2 separate regions of the Gossypium hirsutum genome follow, and region 1 is linked to region 2. A link is a contact called in public Hi-C data. All regions are on one chromosome and are shown on one strand. The core of a region is the stretch at or near the end of the contact, and the rest is flanking DNA. Distances in the headings are between cores, read along the strand shown.

What was found. Hi-C and Micro-C count contacts between places; a contact is called where the count stands out from the background.
Region 1: a Hi-C map of leaf shows a contact between it and region 2, with 5 times the contacts expected there. The contact joins the promoter of LOC107914946 here to the enhancer-like site in region 2. A contact is called at or near these places in 15 of 34 Hi-C or Micro-C datasets (anther, callus, hypocotyl and 2 more).

Annotation. Positions count from the first base shown.
Region 1 is chrD10:46,189,410-46,194,647 of Gossypium_hirsutum_v2.1, reverse strand. LOC107914946 (membrane protein PM19L) reads right to left here and starts at 3,517. Exons shown (of 3, transcript XM_016844016.2): 1 at 3,300-3,517; 2 at 3,046-3,223; 3 at 2,675-2,952. The coding sequence starts at 3,426. The coding sequence ends at 2,733. LOC107914945 (haloacid dehalogenase-like hydrolase domain-containing protein At2g33255) reads left to right here. Exons shown (of 6, transcript XM_016844015.2): 2 at 672-708; 3 at 1,154-1,214; 4 at 1,311-1,445; 5 at 1,540-1,711; 6 at 1,862-2,180. The coding sequence ends at 1,704.
Region 2 is chrD10:46,075,334-46,079,956 of Gossypium_hirsutum_v2.1, reverse strand. No RefSeq gene overlaps it. Among protein-coding and RNA genes, the nearest start is that of LOC107914956, 13 kb to the right of the region's middle. Within about 2 kb of position 2,911, at least 8 of the 9 cell types and tissues checked have an H3K27ac peak or open chromatin away from gene starts, as enhancers often do. A contact at or near this core is called in hypocotyl and leaf, where this site is marked.

The DNA of each region.
Region 1 (5,238 bases), core at 2,268-4,767, 110 kb before region 2:
ACTCATCCTTGTTTGACAATCAATCTGAGTCCATGTAATATGGATATGCAGTGTGGTTTCTTGTTTTGTGTTTCATTGAATTAGTTGGTATCAATTATAGAACATGAAAATCTGTCCATTATTATTTGGAAAATGTACTTATGTTTGTGGGGTTTAAGGTAAAATTAGCTGATGGATTGTTCAGTTGCAGAGTGTTGAAATTCATGTATCCTTCAAGAAGATTAAAGAAGATTGAAAGAATGTCAATGGAGAGAATTGTACTCTGAATTTTATTGATGAAATCTGAAAAACTTGCTTTTCTTTTCATCACTCAATGTATTTGTGAACACAACAATTAAAATAACTGTGAAAAACTTGGGTTTAAGAATATCATTAGCTAGCAACTTCATATGCTTTGTTTTTGGGCAAATGTAGATATCTTTCATAGTTTCCCAATAGTTACAAGGTAGCAAACATTTGGGAGTATTTTCATATGAGGTTTCCATTGATTTATTTTCATTTGATGTTTGTCTTGGATTTTGCCTTTGTGCTTGCTGGGGCTCTCTCCTTTTAAGTTGAGATTTAGCAACCGCAGTTCTCTATCTTTCAGCTGAAGAGCTTCATTTATTTTCCATTTTACATGCTAACCAATTTAAGCTTGTGATATTTGGTTGATAATGTTGTAGGTGCAGCTCAACTCTGTGGGTTTCTTGATGCAAAGAAAATACGGTCAATTTTTGCTCCTACAATTATCTATTTTTCATATTGAGATACCTATTGGTATTATAGTTATTGCCTCGCACCAGATCACTGAGCTTCCATGTATGCTCCATGTGGCTTGACTGTTGGGCTCCCTATTATTTGGACTTAGGTACGAGTGCCCGATACAAGTATGTATCCAACATGGGTATATTCTTTTTTTTTAAGATCCTCTTTGTGTTTGGAGGATTCTTAGAGATAATCGTATCTCCATATCCATGTCCAAGCACAAGTACTTAAAGAAAATTGAAGAGTTGAAACACAATAGGTTGGACCAACCACTATAGCTATAAATAGCATTTTGGTTTGCTGTGTTTAATTTTTCTGTAGTACTTAGGATTTTAATCTGTCAACCTTTCTTTTTTTCATGGTGGTGTTTTTAGATGCTAACCTTAGTTGCTTCCATTTTTTTCAGAAGGGGACTAATCACTCGCAATGTCAAAGATGCAGTTGATCTGTTTCATCAACGATTCGGAGTAAGTTATCTGAAGCATGAAACTGAACCATTCTGAGCTTTTTTTTGGTTAGATTGGGAGACAAATGAATGTTAATCTAACATTCATAGTTTTCAGATGATGTTTTCTCCGGCTCTAAGCCGAGAGTTTCGTCCTTATAAACCGAGCCCTGCTCCTCTGCTTCATATATGTTCGACTTGGGACGTTCAACCAAATGAAGTCATGATGGTTGGTGATAGTCTTAAAGATGATGTGAGTGTCCTCTTCAAAAGCAAGGATACTAAATAATGAAGAAAAAACTGATTATCCATCTCATTTATCATCTTCATACGACATGTATTTGCAGGTGGCTTGTGGGAAAAATGCAGGAGCATTAACATGTTTGCTTGATGAAAAGGGGAGATATGGCTCTCAAGACTTCGCCAACTTGGATCTAACACCAGATTTCAAAGTGTCTTCCCTGATTGAAGTTCATTCTCTTCTGAAATCTAACTTTGACTTAACACCCTGATTTCCCGGTAAAGGTCCTACACTAGATTTATCTGATAGCCTTTTTTACCTTAAGAAAGAAAGATTTTAACAGTTGAGGAACACTTGAAAAGTGGAAAACAGTAGTGGTAATTAAGGAACTGAACTTTGGTATAAGATGCTGCTTTGTTTATCTGTAGGGAGCAAAAAGAGAGATCTTTTGTAGCTGGATAACCAAGGGGTTTTGTGTGTTGTTGAACAAGGAGCATGCTGGTATGTATTTTATTCTTGGTACCTTTGTTGTTCATGTAGATGTTCTACTGTAAAGAAATATTAGGCAGAAAGTCCCTCTTTGTTAATCTTTTTTTCATTGGTGAATTCAATTATGTTAAAGAAGGAATATCTTTGTGAAATACCCATTACCCTCAAATGCTGATCCCCAACCAGAAAATTAGGAGTGTGAAAGCTGAATAAACCGAATAGACTTAATTTAGGTATTTATAGTTTTATTTTCTTTAATTTGTATTTTTCTTAAATTTGGTTTACTTTTAATTTTGTTTTATATTAAATTCTTTATAAAAAATTATTAAAAAATTTAAATCAAGTAATGTTTAATGAACTCAAAAAGGTACCTACCAAGATATATTTTCCATGGTCGCCATATATGATCATATTTTTTACTGCTCTTGACGAGTATATGTTTATTTAGATGTTTTATATATATTAATTATTAAAATATTGATGAATATTGTGGATTTAGACTTTTAATAAGATTAAGTTTTAATAATAAATATTTAAGTGTATGAAAATGGGTTGTGCAATTTATTCGGTCTGATTCACTTCGGTCGGGTTTTAGAATATCTTTTTTCACACCCCTACAGAAAATGCTGCCAAGTCTCATATTACAGGAGTTCTACACTCTCTCATCTACTTTCTAACCTGAATCATTAAGCAATACACACAACAGATACAAAGCAGCGAATAGCAACAAATATAGAAGGAACTTCAAAGAGTTCACAAAGCAAAACTACATTTTAAAAAAGGCAAGTTCCAGTTCAACACTATGGTACTTCAAACCCTAGACCCTGTTACAGCAGGGCCGCCCTTAGGCACCGGCTGGCCCTCATATTCGGTGTCTAGATACCCTGGTCCATACCTACTGCCAAATAGACCAGCATGGATCAAACAAACGTACAAGAGTTCGGTTAATGTGAGAATTATTATGAGAGCTTCAATTACTCTCAATCTCCACCCTCTCCACCCTCCTATATTTATATGCTTGCAAGCAAACCTGTCAAGGGAAAACAGTTGTTTTCAAAAATGAAAAATGGAGTAATTGGTCGAGTTCGATAAATACATAAAATGGGTAAAATGCGAAGTTCACCCAAAGGCTAATGCAGTCAAGGCCCAAGCTATTAACGAAGATGAACCAGCTTCAGCCAAACTATCACTTCTCCAAGACCTAATATGACCCCCTCCTGCTAACTTTGAAACTATGCCGGCTACAGCAGCCAAGATTGAGATTGTCAAGAAGAAACCGGTGGCTCCATTTCCACCCATACCTGAAACACTTCCCTCGGGTTAAAACCAAGCAACACAATGTTTTCTTTTAAACGTAACAATAGGGTTATCACTTACTTGGGTGAGCAGTTTGGCCATCGATAAACCTATTAAAACACCAGCTAGCGAATCCGAGCACAATGAAATACATGATCAAGTTGAGAAACAGCAATGGAGCTGCTATATTCCTTCCAACTGTAGCCATAGTTAAGTCAGATAGAACAGTTGAAGAAGCAGACAACCCAAGCAAATTTGCTGACTTGAGCCTAAAGATTTTGAGCAATGACAAGAGACTATGGCTATGGATGGTTAATCTAGGGGAAGTTATAAGGTGGATGGGATCTACGTGTAAAGCAGTGAGGCAATGCATGCAAACGCAGGGGAGTGGATACAGGTGGAAGGACACCTGTCGAAAATGGTGTTTACGTCTTACAGTGATCCTTGTCTTCTGGAATCTGGAAGCTTTAGAAATTCTGCTGACGGTGTTCATATCCAGTGTTTCTGAGAATGTATTATTAGTTTATTACCCAGCGTTTAATTTCCTCGGTTTCAAATTTCTTATTGTTCTATTAACCCAATGGGTGCATTTTCTAGAATTCCTAAATTTGTTTAAAAATTTAACTCTCTATATTTAATTACGTTAATATTATTATTTCAACTCAAATTAAATATTATTATTTATGAAATATTTGAATTTGAAAAATTTTCGTTGCATATTCAAATCAGTAAAAAATTTAATAAAATAATTAAATAACAATTCAAACAACTATACTTAACAATTTAAATATAAGGATTACAATTGACTGAGCCTTAACTCGATTGACATTGATATTTTTATTGTCGAAATCATTTTTTTGTATGGGCCGACCTTTATATTTAAAATGAAAACGGAAGTCGCCACCAATCTTTTTTTTATGAGGTGTAATCGGGTCACCTCGTAATTTGGTTATTTTAATAAAATATTTCGATTCATCAAAATAACGATTTTAGTCTACGGAATTCAAGAAAACGGGTTCGAGAGTCGGTTATGTGCGAGGAAGGATTAGCACCCTCGTCACGCCCAAAATTTGTACCTAATTGATTAATTAATGTCTTAAATGTCAAAAATTGAAAACTTCGAAAGAATTTGAAATACGATCCCTCCCTTTTATTAACGTTAATTTTAAAAAAAACGTTTGAATGAAGTTGAAACGAGCATCAATGGCCCACTCGTCCCGCGATAACAATATGTCACATCTCGTAAGTTAGGATGCGACACTTGAACCATTGAGAATAAACTTGCCTTTAATTTTTATTCAAAACTTAGGTATTTTAAATTTAGAAGGATGTTTAGTTGTTTAGATTGAACGAGAAAATCGAAACCCCGTAAGTTAGGGTACGACTTCTCGAATTTTTAAAAACGAAACATAGTCTTATTTTAAAATTTTCTTTTTTTGAATAATAGCGATTACAAAACCTAAACGATGTGTGCTATTTAGTTGAAATATAATAAAATAGCCCATTATGGATAAAGAAAAAAAAATTAAACGCGACCTTTGAAGTGGTTTTAATGATATGTGATGGAGTAATAATATACAACATGGAGTAATAATTTACGAATAAAATGTACACTAATGAATCACAATAACATGAAAATACGAATAAACGAATTATAATACACATAATGACAATAATCACACCACATGTCACTTTAATAACAATATTAACAATTAAAGAAAACGAAACAAAAAATATATAGAACAATTTGAAGTAAATAGTATAAAACAATTTAAAGTAACTAATATGTAAAACAAATTAAAATAAATAATAGACAAAGCAATTTAAAATAAATAACATATAAGACAATTTAAAATAATATATAAAAAGTTTAAAATAAATAATATGTAAAAAGAAGTTTAAAATAAATAATGTACTAAAAAGTTTTTTAAAAAATAAATGATATATATAAAAAACAATTCAAAATAAATAATATATATGACAGTTTAAAAATAAATAATATATAAAAAATTTAAAATGG
Region 2 (4,623 bases), core at 1,662-4,161:
GTATTTGCCATGCCAGTAGTCATCGTGAAGCCAATTAACCAACCCCCATTAGGACCCCTACTCGCTCCACCTACTGACGCCTTTAAACTACAATGGGAAACCGACCCATTCACATTAACCTTGACCCATCCACAAGCAGGAAGCTACCAATGTTTTTCCGTCATAGTCGAACAGGACCACTTCTCTAAATCCCCTTCAAGATTAAAGGATTTTGTCCATGCACTAGCCCAAGAGATAATATCTTTGTTATTTCCAAATATTCTTCGTAAATCCACAATCCCTTATCACGTGGATTGTAGACTCGACTACATTTCCACACAGTTCACAATAAGGTGAATGGGTCATGCCTCGCCTTACACGTTCTTCATTTGTCAATAGTCTGCCACGAATAAACAACCATAGAAACATTCTTACCCTTTGTGGAGTAGCAGTATTCCAAATCAGCTTCTCATTACCACTTTGACCTGATCTATCAAAACCAAATATGTTTTTATACGATTCTGCAACTGAAAATTTCCCAGTTGTCACCCATCGCCAAGAAATAAAATGGGGCCCTGCTAGCCCGCGAAGGTCCTTTACACGCCAAAATACCATTTATCGCATGTCGAGGAAGAACCGAATCTAGCCATTGCAAGTTCCATATGCTTTCCGATCTAACAACATCACATACACGAGTGGACTCATCCAAATTCCCTTGCCCAGTATAAAGGTACTTTAAAAGCCCCACATCTTTCAACCAAACATCATTCCAAAAATTAATCATTTGTTCATACCGTACCGTCCAGACGAGGCCTTTTTTAGCCTTATCCCAAACATGAGATAAAGAATATGATCCGGAATCAGCCCATGAATACGATATTTGTTACGTAAAACTCTAACCCAAAATGTGTCTGCACTTGTAATCAAATTAAATCCAAGTTTTAAGAGAAACGGTTCGCTCTGATCTTGCAACCGACGTATACCAAGACCCCCATTTACAAGTGGCTTACAACAGTCCTTCCAATTGACCAAAGATGGTTTGTGTCCTGAGGAAGAAGCCCCCCACAGGAAACCACGAGCTATTTTTTCTATTTCCTTACCAATTGTGGTTGGGATTCTGGCCGTTGTCATAAAATAATTAGGACTCGTCATTAAGACGGATTTCACCAACGTAAGCCGACCAACCAAGGAAAGGCTACGCATGTCCCGACCGGAGAGACGATTCTGAACTTAATCCAATATAAACTGGAAATTATTAACCCCCTAGATCCGTGACCATGGTAAACCCGAGTTTGATTCGAATGCTTTCAGCAGCTTCATCCAATACATTATTCGAAAAAAATAATTTTGTTTTCTGATAATTAATACAAGAATCTATTTAAGACACTCTGATTGCAAAATAAAACCAAATCATCACCGAAGAACATGTGGGATAATCCTGGCCCACGACGAGAAAGCATTAACGGTTCCCAAAGTTGCTTTTCTATGACCGACTCAATCAAATGTCCTAGAACAAAATTAAAGATACGGGGACAGTGGATCTCCTTGCCGTAGCCCTCTAAATGGAGTGAAGGACTTAGAGATAGAATCGTTCCATAGAAGTTGCATGGAAGCTGAAGTCACACACACTATGATCATATTTATCAACCTTTCCGGTAATCCAACGTCAGACAGGGTATCACAAAGAAAATCCCATCGAACCCTATCACAAGCCTTTTCGAGATCTACCGTCCTACTTTTGGTGTTTCTCATTGTGTCAATTGCCTCTTGGGAAATTATGATATTATCCGAGATATCCCGTGAAGGAACAAAACTTGACTGATTTTATTTCACCAAGATTTGCATAAGACTCCGGAGGCAGATTACAATTGTTTTTGTAATGATCTTGTACAGGGATAGTACACAGACTAATGGGTCAAAATTGACTCATTGTATCCGCACCACTCTTTTTCAGGGCAAGAACTAAAAGTGTTCGATTTAGGCTAGGATCCAACCTACCTTCACAAAAAACACCATCAACCAACTTGAAGATGCTATTACCTACGATATCCCAGTGAGACTGGTAAAATTTAGTATGTATCCCATCTATTCCAGGTGCCTTATGAGGGGCCATACTGAAAACAGATTGACGAACTTCCTCCATAATAATGTCGCTGTTAAGACTCTCCATAGATTCTTGGCTAATCTTCGGAAAATATCCCTTACTAGGAAATTCCTCAGTCGAATAATTGTCAACTATGTAAAGATTCGAAAAATGATCCACAGCATGATTTTTTAGAGATGTCGCATCATAACACTATTCAACCCCATCCATCTTCAAGGCTTCAATCCTATTCATTTTCCGCCTTTTTAAAGTACGATTGTGAAAGAAGAGAGTATTGCGATCACCGTTAGAAAGCCACTCACATCGGGATTTCTAGGCCCAAAAAAGCTCCTCCCGATTCAAAATAGACTCTATTTCACACTGAAGTTCTGTCTCCTTTTCCCTTGGTTGAGTAGAATTATACTTCTCCAAGGCACCTTGAACCCGTTTTAACTCCCCCAAAGCTTTTTTCTTCCTTGCAAAGATATTCCCAAAAATAGTTTTGTTCCAATCCTGAACCAAATTGATAAAGTTGCTCACGTTGTCCACAATATTACTTTCAACTCTCCAGGATTTTGTAACAACTTCCAGAAATTCTGGCTGGGTTAACCAGCTGGCCAGAAATCTATTAAAACTTCCAATTCATCCGTTGGCCGCTGTCCAAATATTTCCCCTCTTTCACCTTTCAAAACTATTTCTGGAAGCCTTCCCATTTCTCCTTCACCCAAAGAAATCCCTCTGTTTGTTGAAATCCATACATCCAAATTTCTTCTTTTGTCTAAACCATGTCCGACTGCTTGAAACGTCATTGGGACTGAGTTAGCTTCTCTCAATTTTGGATCCATTTTGGATCCATCATCAAATGGATTTTCCTTAGACCCAAGTGAAAGCCCATTTATATTAACAGGCAGTGTGTGAAGTTTTTGGTAGGCCATTTATAGTAATAGCTTTTCCCTTATTTTTTGCAAGTCCTGTCTTAAAAGTTTTTCTCAAACTCTAAACTCTAAACTTATTAAAAAAACATAAGAATTCTGTACAAGCTACATTTTCCTTGTAAAAAAAAATCAAACTACATTTGTACAAGATAATAATTATCAAACCATTGGTCAAAGACAATTTTTATATTCTATTTAAGCTAACCCAAAACAAAAAAAAATTAAAAGAAAATTTTTTTATCTAGAACTAGAATACATTGAGAAATCAAGTAAGATAACAAATGAAGAAGAAATTGACTATGACATTGTTAAAGAATATATCCAAGACATCATTTTATGGCATCATAAATAATTTGAGATATGACATGTAGTACAAACGATAAATAAGATACTACAAATTAATGTGCAAATGTCATGTCCGTAAAATAATTCCAAAAGAGGAGAAAAACAAACTGACAATGAAACACAACATAGGAAGAATTCAAAAACAAACTAGAAATGCATCACCTTGATTAAACCACAACACTATAAAACATGCCTATTTTTATGTAAAAAAGTTATTTAGAAATATTTAATATCGTTTATAGATATTTAACATGTTTAAGATATTTTGTTGGAAAAATTGTATTTTATGGGAATTTTGAGGCATATTCTTAATAGGTAAAGGTGGAGAGTTGAATTATAAAATTATGGTTTCATATTCTAATCCATGAGACTTTTACAACGGTATATCATATGCTCAAAATGGTTGAGTGATGAATGAGAAACTGATGCTCAAAGTAAGCTACTTGGAAATATTTGTTGAGGAAAAGTAAAAGCTTAGATCCCACATTGGTTAAATACCAAGTGTGAGATGTGTATATGTATGGGAACCCTCTTAAAAGATGATTGAATGACTAAGCTTGGAATCATGTCTCACGCGCAAGAGGTGCAAGTCCAAACTTGTTTGGGTTTGGGCACCCTTGCACGACGTGAGCGACGCAAAATGTCCGGACTGGTCGGGCCCAAAATGAGCTTGTGAATATTTTTAGCCCAACACAAAATCATTTTTCCTCAGCAGACATACAAAACTGTTTATAAAAGGACATTTATCTTATTTTATTTGATTCCAATCAATTTGATTTAATTTTAATTAAATTGATTTGTTGGCTCCTTTAATGGAAGATTTTGTGGAAATTTCCTAAATTCCACCATACTAAATGCCTATAAAAGACTATGAATTTTGAAGAATTTTTTTTAACACTGATATTCTCTCACACCGAATTTATTTTGCTCTCAAAATTCTTCTTTTCCAACGTTCCAGTGATAGAAAAAGACAATATTTGTTCGTTAATCGCTATAGAGGTGCTACTATTTTGATCGTTGTGTTGTTGTATCCTGGGAGACATTCGACCAACGTTTCTCAAAGTATCGTAGGAGTAGTCGAATCTGTCTTAAGGAAACTGGGTTAAACAGGCCTCAACATTTAGTAAATCTTTATTCTTCCTTTCGATTTCAACTTTTTGTTACGGTTTTTATTGGTTTACGTATTTAAAAATTTTAATATAGATTATTCTATTTATATTTTATTTTATATATAAATATGTATTTATTTATATTTAATTATTTTATTCGCTAACGTATTTT